Linked DNA regions of Mus musculus: all the other regions are linked to region 4. The links are chromatin contacts, called in public HiChIP or PLAC-seq and promoter capture Hi-C maps. All regions are on one chromosome and are shown on one strand. Each heading gives the region's core, a stretch centred on a gene start, on an enhancer-like site or on the middle of the called end of the contact. The rest is flanking DNA. Distances are from core to core; before and after follow the strand shown.

Region 1 (3,209 bases), core at 250-2,749, 450 kb before region 4:
CCTTAATGATGAGGAGACAGAGGCAGGAGGGCTAGAGTTGGGAGTCAGACTAAATAGTGTCCTTTGGTCTCTCCTTAAAAGAAGTTTGTGGACAAAAACTCTTATTGTTTAAAACAAAACAAAACAAAACAAAACAAAACAAAACAAAACAAAACACCGGGCAGTGGTGGCACATGCTTTTAATCCCAGCACTTGGGAGGCAGAGATAGGCAGATTTCTGAGTTCGAGGCCAGCCTGGTCTCGTGAGTGCCAGGACAGCCAGGGCTACACAGAGAAATCATGTCTCAAAAAACCAAAATCAAACAAACAAAACAAACCTCTTGTCTTGTCTTTCTTTCTTTCTTTCTTTCTTTCTTTCTTTCTTTCTTCCTTCCTTTTTCTTCTTCCTTCCTTCCTTCCTTCCTTCCTTTCTCTCTCTCTCTCTCTCTTTCTTTCTTTCTTCCTTTCTTTTTTTAAGTTTTATTTTTAGCTTCATGCATGTCTGTGCACAAGAGTGGGTCAGACTTCCTGGAGCTGGAGTTCCAGGCACTCATGAGTCACCTGATGTGTGCATGCTGGGAACTGATGCAGGTCCCCTGGGAGCACAAGTGCTCCTAACAGCTAGGCCTTCTTCTTAGCTCCACACCCCTTCCTCTTATTTTTTATTTTTATTTTTTATGTGTTTGAGTGTTTTGCTTGTGTGTATTAAGTGTACCACAAGCTTGTAGTGCCTTGGAGGGCAGAAGAGGGCAGAGGGCCTTGGTGTGGGTGTAGGGAACTGACCCCCAGTTCTCTGACAAGCAGCCAGTACTCTTAACTGCTGAGCCATCTCTCTGGCCTCCCTACTTTTTTTTTTTTTTTTTTCCTTCTGTGTAGCCCTGGCTGTCCTGGAACTCACTCTGTAGAACAGGCTGGCCTCAAACTTAGAGATGCACCACCCTCTGCCTCCCTAGTCCCTAGCTTAAAGGAGTATGCCAACACTGCCTGGCATTTTTTGTTTTTAAACATAGTTTAATACATCCAGATCTAACCTTGAGCTCCCTATGACCTTGAACATCCACCGGAACTACAAGGTACCACACCACCACGGCCCCCCTCCACCCCAGTTTTAAATATGACAAGAACAGCTAGTGACAAGAGCTATGCAGCAGTTAGTGGAATGCATAAGGAAGAGTCAGGTGTAGTGACTCAGAGATGGAGGCAGGACTTCAAGGCTAGCCTTGGCTACCTGAGACCTAAGTCCAAAACGAAATAAAGAACCCCCACCCCTAATAATTAAAATATGATGTACGTGGGGAATTGAGGTTCATGCTGACAACAGCAGAGAGAGCTAGATAGTGAGGGTGAGGTCTGAGCATGCGCACCAACAGATGCCCTTGAGCGGAGAAGGGAGGGGTAAGATGGTCGTGTGGACACCTGGGGAAGAACTTCCAGACAAAAACTTCAAGGGTAAAGCAAACCTGTCTGGTTTTCATACGGGGAGATCTGGGAAAGGAGTTCAGTAAGGCCAGTCGGCCTGGAGCTAGAGGGGGAGGGGAAAGGGCTAGGCGGTAAACCAGGGAAAGTGAGGGCCAGCTCTGGCTTCAGCCTGGGGTGAAAAGAACGGGAAGATTCTGAGCAGAGGTTAGTTGTTGTTATTTGTCTGTTTGGTTTTGTTGTTTGTTTGTTTTGAGAACGTTTCTCGCAATCCACACTGGCCTAGAACTCTACATCACCAAGGCTGAGATTGACCTCCAAATCTTCCTGTCTCTACCCACACGTGCTATGACAGGCATGAGCCTATTATGTTTACGAACTAAAATAGCTGGAGCCCCCTAGCTCTGTAGAGCAGGAGGAATCCCACTAGCCTGAGGATAAAAAGGTCTCTATGGTTCTTTAAGGCTAGGAGGGGAAAATGCTTTTTTTCTCCCAAATATTGCTCTTTTTACCGTTTCTTCTAAATTCACCCCCACAATCCCCCACAATACCTGGCTCTTCACACTTCTCCACGCTTTTACTGACTGACTGTTTCTCTTATGTGGTTTCTCTTATCTGAATTTGCCCCACCGTTCTGTCTTCTGCTTCTTAACTCACCTGAGTCCCCAGTTGCCTTAGTCTCTTTCCAAAGGGAAAGTATACGTTGTGAGGAATGTGGAAGGCTTGCCTCAGACGCTGCGCTGCTGTGGGTCTGTACCTCCTTCCTTTTGCTGGAACTTGGGAGCCACACATTTTAATTTGCTTTTGTGGTGCTGAGGATTGAACTCCAGCCTTGAAAAGCTGAGTAAGGGTTGTTGTGCCACTGAGCCAGCTGAGTTAAAACTTTAAATTAAGGTGCTGGAGAGAGGGCTCAGCAGTTAGGAGTGCATTCTGCTCTTGTAGACGACCCAGGATGGATATGGTGGCTCTCAACCCTCTGTGACTCCAGTTCCAGAGATCCTATGTCCTCCTCTGATTGCTGCAGGCACCAGGGACACATGGTGCATAGCCATACATGTGGGCAGAACACTCACACATACAAAACTGAATAAGTATACCTAAAAAAATGTTGCCAGTGGTAGAGCACACCTTTAATTCCAGCACACAAGAGGTAGAGGCATGTGGATCCTCTGTGAGTAAGTGGCCAGTCTGATCTACAAAGTGAGTTCCAGGACAGCCAGGGCTACACAGAGAAACCCTGCCTTTAAAAAGCTACCAACCAACCAAATATAAAAATAAATTTTATTAATTTAATTAATCAATTCTCGAGTATGTGTGTGTATGTGTGTGTCCACGCGCCCTATGCATGTGTATTCATTCTTCAAGGCTTGTATGTGAAGGTGGGTACTAGGGATTAAATTTGGGTTGTCAAGTTTGGTGACATTTCACCAGCCCAAGATTGTTTTTATATCTATTTATTTGTATGTGTGTGTGTCTGCTTGGAGTGCCTGTGTGTGTGACTGTGCACTCTTGTGTGCTCAAGGTGGCAGGAGGAGGCCCTGGAGCCCTTGGGGATGGAGTTACAGTTGTTTTGGCCTCATAATATGTAGCAACTACCCTTTACCCTGAGCCACCTCCCTAGCCCTAGAATTAAAATTTTATATATACACATATAATTACATATTATATGTATTTGGTCAGGCATAGTGGCTTATGTCTTTAATCCCTGCACTTGGGAGGCAGAGTCAGGAGGAGCTCTGTGAGTTCCAGGACAGCCTGGTCAATAAATGAGTTTCTAGCTATCCAGGACTGTATAGTGAGGTCCTATATTTAAT
Region 2 (3,560 bases), core at 718-3,217, 390 kb before region 4:
TACTTTCTTTCTATTTATAAGATGAGAAGGATGGTGTTCAGGGCCTAAGGCAGGACTTTCAGTGGAGAATCTGTGAAACTCAGATGCAGGGAATAGAGCAGGCATGCGTTTTCTGAGGGCTTCGCTTAATTTTTTAAAATTTAATCTTAGTTTTAAAAATATTTAAGAAAAAATTATTAGGTTTATTCATTTTATTTTGTGTGTGAATGACTTACCTACATACACGTCTGTGTAGCATATGTGTGCTTGGTGCCAAAGGAGGCCAGAGAGGGCATCAGATCCCTTGGAACTGGAGTTAGAGATGATTGTGAACCACCGAGTGGGTGTTGGGAATCTAACCCAGGTCTGCAAGAGCAGTGAGTACTCTTAACTTCTGAGCTGCTTCTCCAAGTGCAGAGCTTTGCTTTAATCAGCTATTTTCACATCGTATTTTATGTTTTCTATTTACCTTGTCACCTTTATTTATCCTTTTTTTTTTGAGAAGGTGGGGGTCTCAAGTCTCAGATATCCCAGGCTGGCTTTGAACTCAGAAGTTGGCTGTGGATGACGTGAACTGATTGTCCTGTCTCCACATCTAAGTGCTGGGATTATAAGCATGTGCCACTGTGCATAGTGTATGCCATGATGGGCATCAAACAGAGGGCCTTGTGCATGTCAGCAAAGTATTCCGCCAACTGAGCTGTATCCCAGATCCCCCACCCACGTATCCTAAGGTGTGTGTGTGTGTGTGGTTTGTGTACACATGGCTGCATATGTTTTGGTGGCTCAGAATTAATGCTAGGTATCTTCCTTAACTGCTCTGTACTCTGAATCCAGAACCAATTCCAGCTAGTCTATCCTGACGCTCCCCTCCTAACCTTCCTCCAGAGCACTGGGATTACAAGCCGCTGCCGTCCCTGCTGTCCACGGGGCAGGTATTACAAGCTCATGTGCCCACAGTTGCCTTAGATCCTGGGTGTTAGGATTTGCTCATGTGTGAACAGCAAGCTCTCTGAGCCATCTCGCAGGCCATGACCTTTTTTCTTTCCTTTTTCCTTTTCCTTTTCCTTTTCCTTTTCCTTTTCTTTTTCTTTTTCTTTTTCTTTTTCTTTTTCTTTTTCTTTTTCTTTTTCTTTTTCTTTTTCTTTTTTCTTTTCTTTCCTTTTCCTTTTTCCTTTTTCCTTTCCTTTCTTTCCTTTTCTCTTCTTTTCTTTTCTTTTCTTTTCTTTTCTTTTCTTTTCTTTTCTTTTCTTTTCTTTTCTTTTCTTTTCTTCTTAAGCAAAATGAGAGGTGCAGAGTAGGGTGTAGTTCAGAGGTAGAGTGCTTGCTTAGCCATGTGTCAAGCCCTGGCTTCAAATCCAAGAACAGGAGACAATAACCTAGACAACAAAAGCAAAGAACTTTTTTTTTTTTTTTTTTTTTTTTTTTTAAGGAGCTGCTATGAGTCCTGTTTTCTATCCCTGGCCTTCCACCAACCTAGTCCTTTCCCTCACTGTTAATAGTTTCCTGTGTATTCCTTTGGAATTCCTTATTTTTTTCTCTCTTTTCATTTATCTTGTGACACTTGAATATTATATACCCTTAAAAAAACGTAGTTTATCGTGGAGTTATTTTCTTGTCAGTACACAGTGAGCTTCATCATGATTTTGACATTTTATAGACATACCATAATTTAACCACTGGTTGGGGATTTTTACTTGGTAAAGTCCCGAGTGATTTTTATGTTTGGATGGTCTTTGAACCTGATATAGGAATTTTTCTTTGTCATTTTAAGCATTTTATGGTCTTGAAATCAATCCTTACAAATCTCTTTGGGATAGATAGAAGAAATAATATATTTAGGATTTTGCTGACTGTGGTGTGCAAGGCTTCATGACATCTCTACTGTGTTCCTCTCAGAGGCTCCACTGGTGTATAATAATACAGGGTCTGAGGAACACAGCCGCTCAGCCTGCTTGGTAGGGCTGGTAAACGTCTGCACTGCTGCACCCGCGACGATTAGTAATTGACTTCCTTAAAATTGATAGAGCGTGCACAAAGGATCTCCACACAGATGAAGCTTTGAGAAACAAAACCAGTATAGAAAGGAGATATGCAAATGTTCTTTTTATAGATTAAAACTTTTAATCTTAAAAAGACCTAACTGAAATAGGTGTATGCAGAAGTTGACTTCCTTAATGAAATTGAAGGTGCTTATGTAGATGAATGTGGCGCCCTCCGTCCCCACCAGGGTTTCTCTGTATAGCCCTGGCTGACCTTGAACTCAGATCCACCTGCCTCTGGGACTAAAGGACTAGAGTTCGCAGCTATGTCCAGCGAATGTGGCAAAGAGTAGTTAGTTAGCACAGCCTTAACCTTACTTGATCTGTTCAGTATTCAAACGAAATGGAAGTTGCTCTAGTTTCCATGTAACTTAAAGCTTGAGACAGGTGAGTTTGCTGAGTCTCTCATGAGTGCTTAAGTGTGCACTTAGGTTACTGTGCCACAGCAGTAGTCCTGTGTGTGTGCTCTGGCATAACAGGTCTCCTCCCTTCCGCTCTGGTCCCCCGACCCCTTTTGCTGAGGATGTAGCCCAGGGCCTCCGCACACGAGGCAGGCACTCTGCCACTGAGGTGCATCTCTAGCTAGCCGTCTTTTTCTTCTGTGTCTGTGAATATTTATCCTTTTTGGTTTTGAGACTAGGGATATGCCAGTCTGGCCTGAAACTCGTTGCCCCGTTTGACTCCAGACTCACAGTCTTCTGCTGGAGCTTCCCAAAGGCTATGTTAATATGGTTCTTTCTAATACATGGGAAATGTTGAGTCCAGGGCAGCTGTGTCTTGTCTAGGTCAGATACCTTCTCCAAAACGCTTTACAGCATTTGTTAGTTTCTGTAAACAAATTCTCATGGCCAAGCAGGTTGACGAGGGGAAGAGTTTAATTTTAAATGCATTCTATTGTGCCTGCTCCCCTTTCCTCCATAATGTGGACTACTTAATAAGAACCGTCAAGAAGTATTTGTTCTCAGACCTTCATGGGGTCTGACTCATGGTGAGCAGGTGAAACAGATCTTGGAAAAAGGAATGAAAAGACTTGAGCCATACCCCATGTTTGGTAGATTCTTCTCATTTTTTACTTAGAGCAGGGGCAGCTTGTTGTTCACGTGGGTAAGGTGTTACGTGGTGGTAAGCGGGTGTCTTTACAGTGTTGTTTTTCCCTCCTCTTAGGTCCTTTCCCATAACCTGTGCACGGTGCTGAAGGTTCCACATGACCCGGTTGCCCTTGAGGAGCACTTTAGGGATGACGATGAGGGGCCTGTCTCCAATCAGGGCTACATGCCATATTTAAACAAGTTCATTTTGGAAAAGGTATGCTGCTAACCCTTTTACCCACAGCTTTTTTTTTTTTTTTTTTTGGTTTTGTGCATCAAGTGGGGCCAGGGCAGCCCTTGTTGGTGTGTTGGTGAGCACATTAAGAAGCCAGGTATGAAGCCAGACACGGTGGTGTATGACTTTAGTGCCAGAACTCTGGGAGGCGGAGAGAGGTAGGTAGATCTCTGGATTTCAGAACAGCCAGGGCAACACAGGGAAACCCTATCTTGA
Region 3 (3,503 bases), core at 135-2,634, 350 kb after region 4:
TTCCTCCCAAGGCCTGCCTCACTCCTGCTCTAGCCTGGCAGCGCTAGCAGCTTTCTCCCTCTCCGGGCAAAATACAGCTCAGCCAAGTTCAGGGCTGCCTTGCTTTCTATGCCACCCGAGAGCTGTCTGAAGAGTGTTAAAGAGCAGCAGCTGTCACTTGTGGAGGCAGGAGCGCCAGCCAGGGGTCCTGGGGCCATGCTGCTGTTTATGCAGACTATGAGGCCTCTCCAGCTTTTACAACTGTTTACTGTGCAGGAAGCAGCCCAGCAGCTGGGCTTTTCCTGAGCCTCGCTCTGCTACCCTCTCTTTGAGAAAGTCGGCCCGAGTGCCACTCACTCTAGGACCTCTGGAGAGGTGCAAGCTAGGATGTAGGCACACACACACACACTCACACACACACACACACACACACACACACACACACACACACACACATATATATACAGAGAGAGAGAGAGATCTGTGAAAGGGGACATGATGTGGTGGGACAGGGGACAGATACAAAAAGAGAGATGTGACCAGAGCACAGGTCAGGAAGATAAAGCATAGAAATGGACAGAGTCAATGGTGAAGATGGCTGGACAAACGGGTTCACACGCAAGACTTGAGAGGGAACAAAGGAGAGACACGGGAAGCCCCAGGGAAGAAAGGCCAGCCTGTCTGCTTTGCACAGCACCGGGCATTTCTCTACTGTCACAAAGGATCCTGCAGGAGAGCCAGGAGTAAGGGGCTTAGTGAGCAGTCACATCTTTACCCCAAACTGTGCGTGCTTTCCAACAGCAAGTAGAAGGGGCAGGATTTAGTGAGGATCGTGAGTTTCACTTCTTATTTAAAACTTAAGACAGCAACAATAAAAAGACTCGGCTAAAATATCACCCAACCAGGCCACCTCCCATGCAACTTAAAGTTAAGTGCCCCCATCCCAGCGCCCTGTACCTTTAAGGAGGAGAAGACGCCTCTCTGCTTCCCTTGGGCTGAAGAGGCAGGTTATTCTAGGCAATAGCGATGACTTACCTAAAACTGAGTTATTCCCCTTTCCTCCCGGCCAGCCTCTCTTCACTCTGGGGAGCTTTTACCATTTAAGGTCAATGTTACATCTGGCTCCAGAGCTCCAAGCTGAAAAGCTCTGGCTGCAGAGCCCCAGCTGCCTGCCTCCTCCTCAGAGAGGGGCTGGATGAGGGGCTGGGACTGGGAACCAGTGTTCCACCAGGGCCCCCTGCAGCCTGGCTCTGGGTTGAAAGCAGGAGAAGCCTTCCAGCCAGCCTAGGGTTCAAGGAAGGTTGGGCCTGAATAGTAGCCCCTATCCCCAGGCTTTTGCAAGGGGCACCCCCATAGCCGATGGCAGTGCCTTGGGGCGGGGAGCAGTTGAAGATGCTGGACTCTGTCTGTGCCAGAGGGGTATGAAGGGGACATCTGCAGACCAGCCTCCCACCCCTGAGTGTCCAGCAAGCATGTGAGCCTAGATAAGATCCTGGCTCACCGCCAGCAGAAGCTGGGAATGTTTCCTGTCCCAGGGATTTGGAGGCGGAGGCTGCTCCCATCTTAAACCCTCGGGATTGCTAGAGAGAACAGGGGCATGGTGAGGGGGATTAACTAAGTCCAGGCCTGGCAGCAGCCCCAGGGGTCAGCCCCAGCTCCTCCACTTAACCATCCTGTAGCCTTAACATAGCAAATCTCAGTCTATTCATCTCTGAAGTGGGACAACAATGAAAAATCAGGACACTGTGGGTTAGGGTCTCATAGGTACTAGAAAGGCACGGAAGAGTTTCCAACCCTGAGTTACCTCAACTCCGGTGGGGAAAGCTGCCTTTCTTCTGCCACGCTTGGTCTTCATCCTCAATATAGTCCAAGCCTGGGATCACAGACTGTCAACCCTAACACAGCCACATGGGGGCCCCACAGCCCCTTCTGCAGTTAGAGACAGCAACAGAGAAGCCCTTGGGAGGGGTGGCCAGATAACCAGATACTCAAATTTAAATCTCAAACGAAATGCTATTATTTCCATATAAGGATGCCCCCAAATACATAATTGTACCACAAGATTGTATGTTGCTCATTTGAAGTTAAATGAAACTGGGCATTTTTACTGGCTAAACCTGAGAACTCCACAGCAGATTCACTTGTTGGTCCTGTGTGAGAGCTCTAAAGGGTATTACAAGAACTCCTGGGAGCCAGAGGCTAAAACTGAACCTAAGGCTTTGCGTGCTTGTGAGTGTATGCACACTTTTGTATGTGTGTAAGCCTCTTAGTAAACACCCACTCTATTCCTAACAGTGCACTTGATACTTTGCCTGGAAGCAAGTGTCTATCTCACAAGTGTCTTCTCAAACAGAATCATTACATCTTTCTTTTGAAAAGGAAATCGAGGCTCAAAGAAATAGATCTGCTCTTCAGATGCTCTGCAGCCTGAGTGCCAGGGCCTAGACATGAGCTGAGGTGGTTCCATCTACAACTCCTTCCTCTTTACCACCTACCACCCTCTCCACCATGGCTCTAACCGAAGGGGTCCTGTACGGCCTCGGTGAGTCTCTGAGCCAGCACTTGGCTGTGTTTCTCCTGGTGGTGGCCTGAAGCTTTCACCAGACTCGCAAGGCAGTCACCAAGTGACTTTTTAAAATTCACTTCAATTACAAGCATTTTATAAAACATCACTTGGTGACTGTGCAAAGTGGAGCAGACTCTATAAGAGGACACATCAGGGCTGACAAGGTTATAAGGCTTGTGCCCTTTGACCCAGTTCTACTTCTAGGAATTTATTTTATAAACAACTCCCACACTAGGGAAATGACAGATGAGCATGATTACCCGCTGCAGCATTGTTTATAAAAGCAAGGGATTAGGAATGGTATAAATGTCCGCTACTTGGGGGCCATAAAAGAAGATGGGTGCAGCCATAACAAAGGAGACGGGAGTTCTTGCTGTAGTGATGGGAAAAGCCGTTCAGACAGTGGTTCTCAATCTGTGGGTCACGACCCCACTGGGTTTGCATATCAGACATCCTGTATATCATAGATTTACATTACGATTTATAACATAGCAAAATTACAGTTATGAAGTACCAATGAAATAATTTTATGGTTGGGGGCTTACCACATAATAAGGAACTGTATTAAAGGGTCAAAACATTAGGTAGGTTGAGAGCCACTGCTCTGAGATATATTAGTACATGGGGAGATACTGAAAAGAACACCTTCTACCACATGGGTGGGGAAAAGTGTATGTAGATGTGTATTTACATACATACAAAGACACTTATGTCCATTCATGTATACCCACATTCACGTGTGTGTGTGTGTGTGTGTGTGTGTGTGTGTGTGTGTGTGTGTGTGTGTGTGTGTGTGAGAGAATACAAAAGCTGTCACAAAAGTCAATAATAGTAAAACACTATCCATAGGAAAGGTATCTAAGTTGTGGGGCTAGTGAGATGGCCCAAGAGGTAAAGGTTCCTGCTGGCAAGTCTGGCCACCTAAATTCAATTCCCAGGACCCATATGGTGGAAGGGA
Region 4 (3,552 bases), core at 276-2,775:
GGGAACTCCGTTTTGCAGTTTTAGGAGGATAAGTAATCTCGGCGCGGCCATTTCTCCCCCAGGTGCAATGTCCATGGTTGTCTGGAGGGTGACAAACGGGCTGAACCAGCAGTGCTTAGCATAGTCTGCGCTGTGAGCAAGGTCCGCGGGACAGGAATGCCTAGTCGGTTTTGCTCTTGGTCTAACACTTAGAGGCAGATAAGGTAGGACACTGGGAGATCTGCCGGGGTCGCCAGGAAGAGGACATGAGTTGTCTGTGTCCACATCACCAGGGCTGGGGGCTAGGAGCTGTCGTAGGTCATGTCTTTAGCTTCGGGACCTTCCGGGAGACCTGCATGCGGAGCTACGCCTGTCGCCCAGTTTGGCCCTAGAAGGGAAGAAAGTGAACTCACGGATCTGTGAAGAGCACCAGCCCGTGGCAAACGTGTTCGAACTGATTCATCGTGAATTAGCACATATCTCTGGGCTAGGCGGGGGCCGGCATTCTCCCCCCACCTGATGAGAATGGTGACCCCAGCCAGAAAACCGAGCCGCTGTGCCCCAGTCTTTTGAGTCCAGACTCTACAGCTTCCCACCTTTAGTGTGACTGGGCAATAGACTTACCCTTTCGGCACTTCACTTTAATTCAAGAGAACACCAGCTCGGGAGTGTAGAGATCAAAAGCGATTGGGATCTGGCTGGGATTTGTCAACTGTAAAGTGATTAACATATGTGAGGCATTAGTGTGCTCCCAGTCAGTCAATCCTCACGTTTATGATGGATGAATGAAGGCAGTCAGGTCAACTCGCAGGTCATAGCCTTATAAGGGATAATAGTATCACAAGGAAGAAAACAAAACTATCTCTCTTCCTAATTTTGGCTATTCCTGTATTTCCAAATAGGAATGTGAGTTCTGAATTTTCAGATAACTACCCTCTCCAAACCCCAATTTCCAATTCAGCTGTTCCCAGTTCTGCCCTTATTACGAAATCCGTACTGGCTAGTCTATCGAGAAACCCCTCAGTCCCAGTCACTGGAGACTGAGCCTCTCCCTTCCAGGTGTACCCTGCGGGCACAGATGGGGGTCGAGGCTCAGTCAGGTGCTAAGCCGGCAGGGGGCGCGGTCCATTTGAGGTCACAGCTCCCCAAGTCCGGGGTTTTGGTTATCCATGTGTCCCACCCGTCTCCCGGTTCTTGCAGCACTGTCCAGGAAGCTCAGATCAGCACTCTGGGTTGTACACATTATGGGCAAAGGATTCACCCCACCCGAGTTGTTCTGGTTCCCCTTCCCTTCTCACTGTTTGAACTCTATGCTGGGAAATTAGGGCAAGGGAAGTCCTGCTCCAGTCTAATCTCTCAGAGCGGATCTCTGAGATGTCTAGCCACAGGGGACCTCTTACCCCTACCCCCCATACCCACAGGCAAGCTGCAGGGCAGGTCTGGTTTTAGAAGCAAGCACGCTGGAGAGGGAGGACTCCAGGGCAAATCTGACCACGCCCACCGTCCGCCCCTGAGCGCTTATAAGACGCTGGAGCTGGTGCTCACTAGTCAGTGGTTTCTTGGTGACACTAGACAGAGCAACTCCAGCGTTACCGCTCCCGCTCCTGGTTTCTCGGCTTCTCATCGCAGTCAATCTTGGACTTTGGGGTTTTGCTACTGTCAGAAGGACTTCTTTCTGCTTCAAGTGCTTGACAACGCACCCCTTTATCAGGTAGGAACCGCTGGCCTCCAGCATGTTAGGGAGGGGGACGGCTTTGCCAAAGCCCCAAAACTTGCAGAGCTGGACAAGGGGGAACAACCCACTTTAGGGTATCCAATGTAGAGAACACCTCATTGCCCAGGTCTAGCTCATGCGCACAGCTGGAGCTCTCTTGAGATCCCCCCTCCTCCTTGGGCTGAGATCCTGGGACTTTAGTTGGAAACCTCTGGAAGCCTGGCACTTCTCAATGGCTTCCTTTGCCTTGCTTGTCACCCACCCGGCCAGCGCAAAAATCTCCGGTGTTTCTCTGCGCCAGTGGGGGAGATAAGCAGCTGAGCCAGGAAGAGCGCTGCCAAGCGGCTCCCCGTCCTGCCGCCACCCTTCGCGTGCTGACGGGATCGTGCTGCTGGCCCGGTTGCTCACACTCGGTGTCTTGTTCCTTTCCAGGGTATCAGAGCATCGCCACAGAATGAAGCTGGTTTCCATCACCCTGATGTTATTGGGTTCACTCGCTTTCCTAGGCGCGGACACTGCAGGGCCAGATACTCCTTCGCAGTTCCGAAAGAAGTGAGTTTGGGCCGTGCTTTCTTTCTTCACTTTGAATACCTGGCAATGAGAGAAAACTGAGAGATGGTCTGGAGGTGTTACAAAGGGAGTGGAGCTGGCTGGGACATCACTTGAACTTAGGCCAAACGCATCTGCTTGTGTTTTCTAGGTGGAATAAGTGGGCGCTAAGTCGTGGGAAGAGGGAACTACAAGCATCCAGCAGCTACCCTACGGGACTCGCTGATGAGACGACAGTTCCTACCCAGACTCTTGATCCATTCCTGGACGAGCAGAACACAACTGGCCCCCTACAAGCCAGGTAACTATGCTCTCTGCAGAGGATGTGCCCTCTCCACTACTCTGACCCTGGGGATTGTCCTGGCTGCACTGCAGCTGAGGCTCCGGCGGAGGGAACGGGTTCCAGGTCCCTCGGGTACTGCATGGCTCCGGTCCCAGGTGGTTGGGACCAAAGCCCCGGTTGATGAGGTGTCCTTCCTTCTTCACAGCAATCAGAGCGAAGCCCACATTCGTGTCAAACGCTACCGCCAGAGCATGAACCAGGGTTCCCGCAGCAATGGATGCCGCTTCGGGACCTGCACATTTCAGAAATTGGCCCACCAGATCTACCAGCTAACAGACAAAGACAAGGACGGCATGGCTCCCAGAAACAAGATCAGCCCTCAAGGCTATGGCCGCCGGCGCCGGCGTTCCCTGCTGGAGGTCCTCCGGTCCCGGACTGTGGAGTCCTCCCAGGAGCAGACACACACAGCCCCAGGCCCCTGGGCGCACATCTCCAGACTCTTTAGGATATAGGTGCGGGTGACAGCATTGAACAGTCGGGCGAGTATCCCGTTGGCGCCTGCGGAATCAGAGAACTTCGCACCGGGGCGGACTGAGACAATCCTGCAGAGATCTGCCTGGCTGCCCCTAGGGGAGGCAGAGGAACCCAAGACCAAGCCAGGCTCATGCCAGAAACCGAGACTTACAGGCTGATACTCTCCGGGCAGGGGTCTGAGCCACTGCCTTGCCCGCTCATAAACTGGTTTCTCACGGGGCATAAGCCTCATTACTACTTGAACTTTCCAAAACCTAGCGAGGAACGTGCAATGCTTGTTGTCCAGCCAAAGGTAACTATAGTATTTAAGTTTGTTGCTGTCAAGGTTTTTTTTTTTGTAACTTCAAATATATAGAGATATTTTTGTACGTTATATATTGTATTAAGGGCATTTTAAAGTGATTATATTGTCACCTTCCCCTATTTTAAGACGTGAATGTCTCAGCAAGGTGTAAGGTTGTTTGGTTCCGTGTGTGTGTGTGTGTGTGTGTGT

Evidence for each region. Promoter capture Hi-C pulls out the DNA fragments that hold promoters and counts their contacts. HiChIP or PLAC-seq counts read pairs in DNA pulled down with a chosen protein or histone mark.
Region 1: a promoter capture Hi-C map of pre-B cells shows a contact between it and region 4, with 4 times the contacts expected there. The contact joins the enhancer-like site here to the promoter of Adm in region 4. A contact is called at or near these places in 20 of 39 promoter capture datasets (the 3T3-L1 cell line, 3T3-L1-derived adipocytes, the C10 cell line and 13 more), 1 of 15 datasets of contacts at CTCF or cohesin (large pre-B cells), 4 of 484 Hi-C or Micro-C datasets (bone marrow-derived macrophages, cochlea, embryonic stem cells and 1 more), 18 of 115 datasets of contacts at active chromatin or transcription factors (bone marrow-derived macrophages, craniofacial prominence, embryonic basal ganglia and 10 more) and 3 of 9 other capture datasets (embryonic stem cells, liver and macrophages).
Region 2: an H3K27ac HiChIP or PLAC-seq map of microglia shows a contact between it and region 4, with 4 times the contacts expected there. The contact joins the enhancer-like site here to the promoter of Adm in region 4. A contact is called at or near these places in 18 of 39 promoter capture datasets (the 3T3-L1 cell line, 3T3-L1-derived adipocytes, the C10 cell line and 12 more), 1 of 484 Hi-C or Micro-C datasets (B cells), 21 of 115 datasets of contacts at active chromatin or transcription factors (DN3 thymocytes, the NIH/3T3 cell line, T-cell acute lymphoblastic leukemia and 14 more) and 2 of 9 other capture datasets (adipose tissue and embryonic stem cells).
Region 3: a contact with region 4 is called in a promoter capture Hi-C map of stem cell-derived epiblast-like cells, with 2.5 times the contacts expected there. The contact joins the promoter of Mrvi1 here to the promoter of Adm in region 4. A contact is called at or near these places in 10 of 39 promoter capture datasets (the 3T3-L1 cell line, 3T3-L1-derived adipocytes, the C10 cell line and 5 more) and 1 of 115 datasets of contacts at active chromatin or transcription factors (bone marrow-derived macrophages).

The regions. Positions count from the first base shown.
Region 1 is chr7:110,180,267-110,183,475 of GRCm38.p6, forward strand. No RefSeq gene overlaps it. Among named protein-coding and RNA genes, the nearest start is that of Swap70, 40 kb to the right of the region's middle. Within about 2 kb of position 1,500, at least 39 of the 459 cell types and tissues checked have an H3K27ac peak or open chromatin away from gene starts, as enhancers often do. A contact at or near this core is called in embryonic stem cells, pre-B cells and trophoblast stem cells, where this site is marked.
Region 2 is chr7:110,240,199-110,243,758 of GRCm38.p6, forward strand. Swap70 (SWA-70 protein) reads left to right here. Exons shown (of 12, transcript NM_009302.3): 2 at 3,186-3,326. Among named protein-coding and RNA genes, the nearest start is that of Swap70, 20 kb to the left of the region's middle. Within about 2 kb of position 1,968, at least 28 of the 459 cell types and tissues checked have an H3K27ac peak or open chromatin away from gene starts, as enhancers often do. A contact at or near this core is called in B cells, microglia and pre-B cells, where this site is marked.
Region 3 is chr7:110,981,077-110,984,579 of GRCm38.p6, forward strand. Mrvi1 (MRV integration site 1) reads right to left here and starts at 1,385. Exons shown (of 21, transcript NM_194464.3): 1 at 937-1,385.
Region 4 is chr7:110,626,132-110,629,683 of GRCm38.p6, forward strand. It overlaps Adm (adrenomedullin), which reads left to right and starts at 1,526. Exons shown (of 4, transcript NM_009627.2): 1 at 1,526-1,690; 2 at 2,126-2,245; 3 at 2,394-2,543; 4 at 2,731-3,552. The coding sequence starts at 2,148. The coding sequence ends at 3,037. Gm28863 (a long non-coding RNA gene) reads right to left here. Exons shown (of 3, transcript XR_003946665.1): 2 at 604-2,284; 3 at 1-367.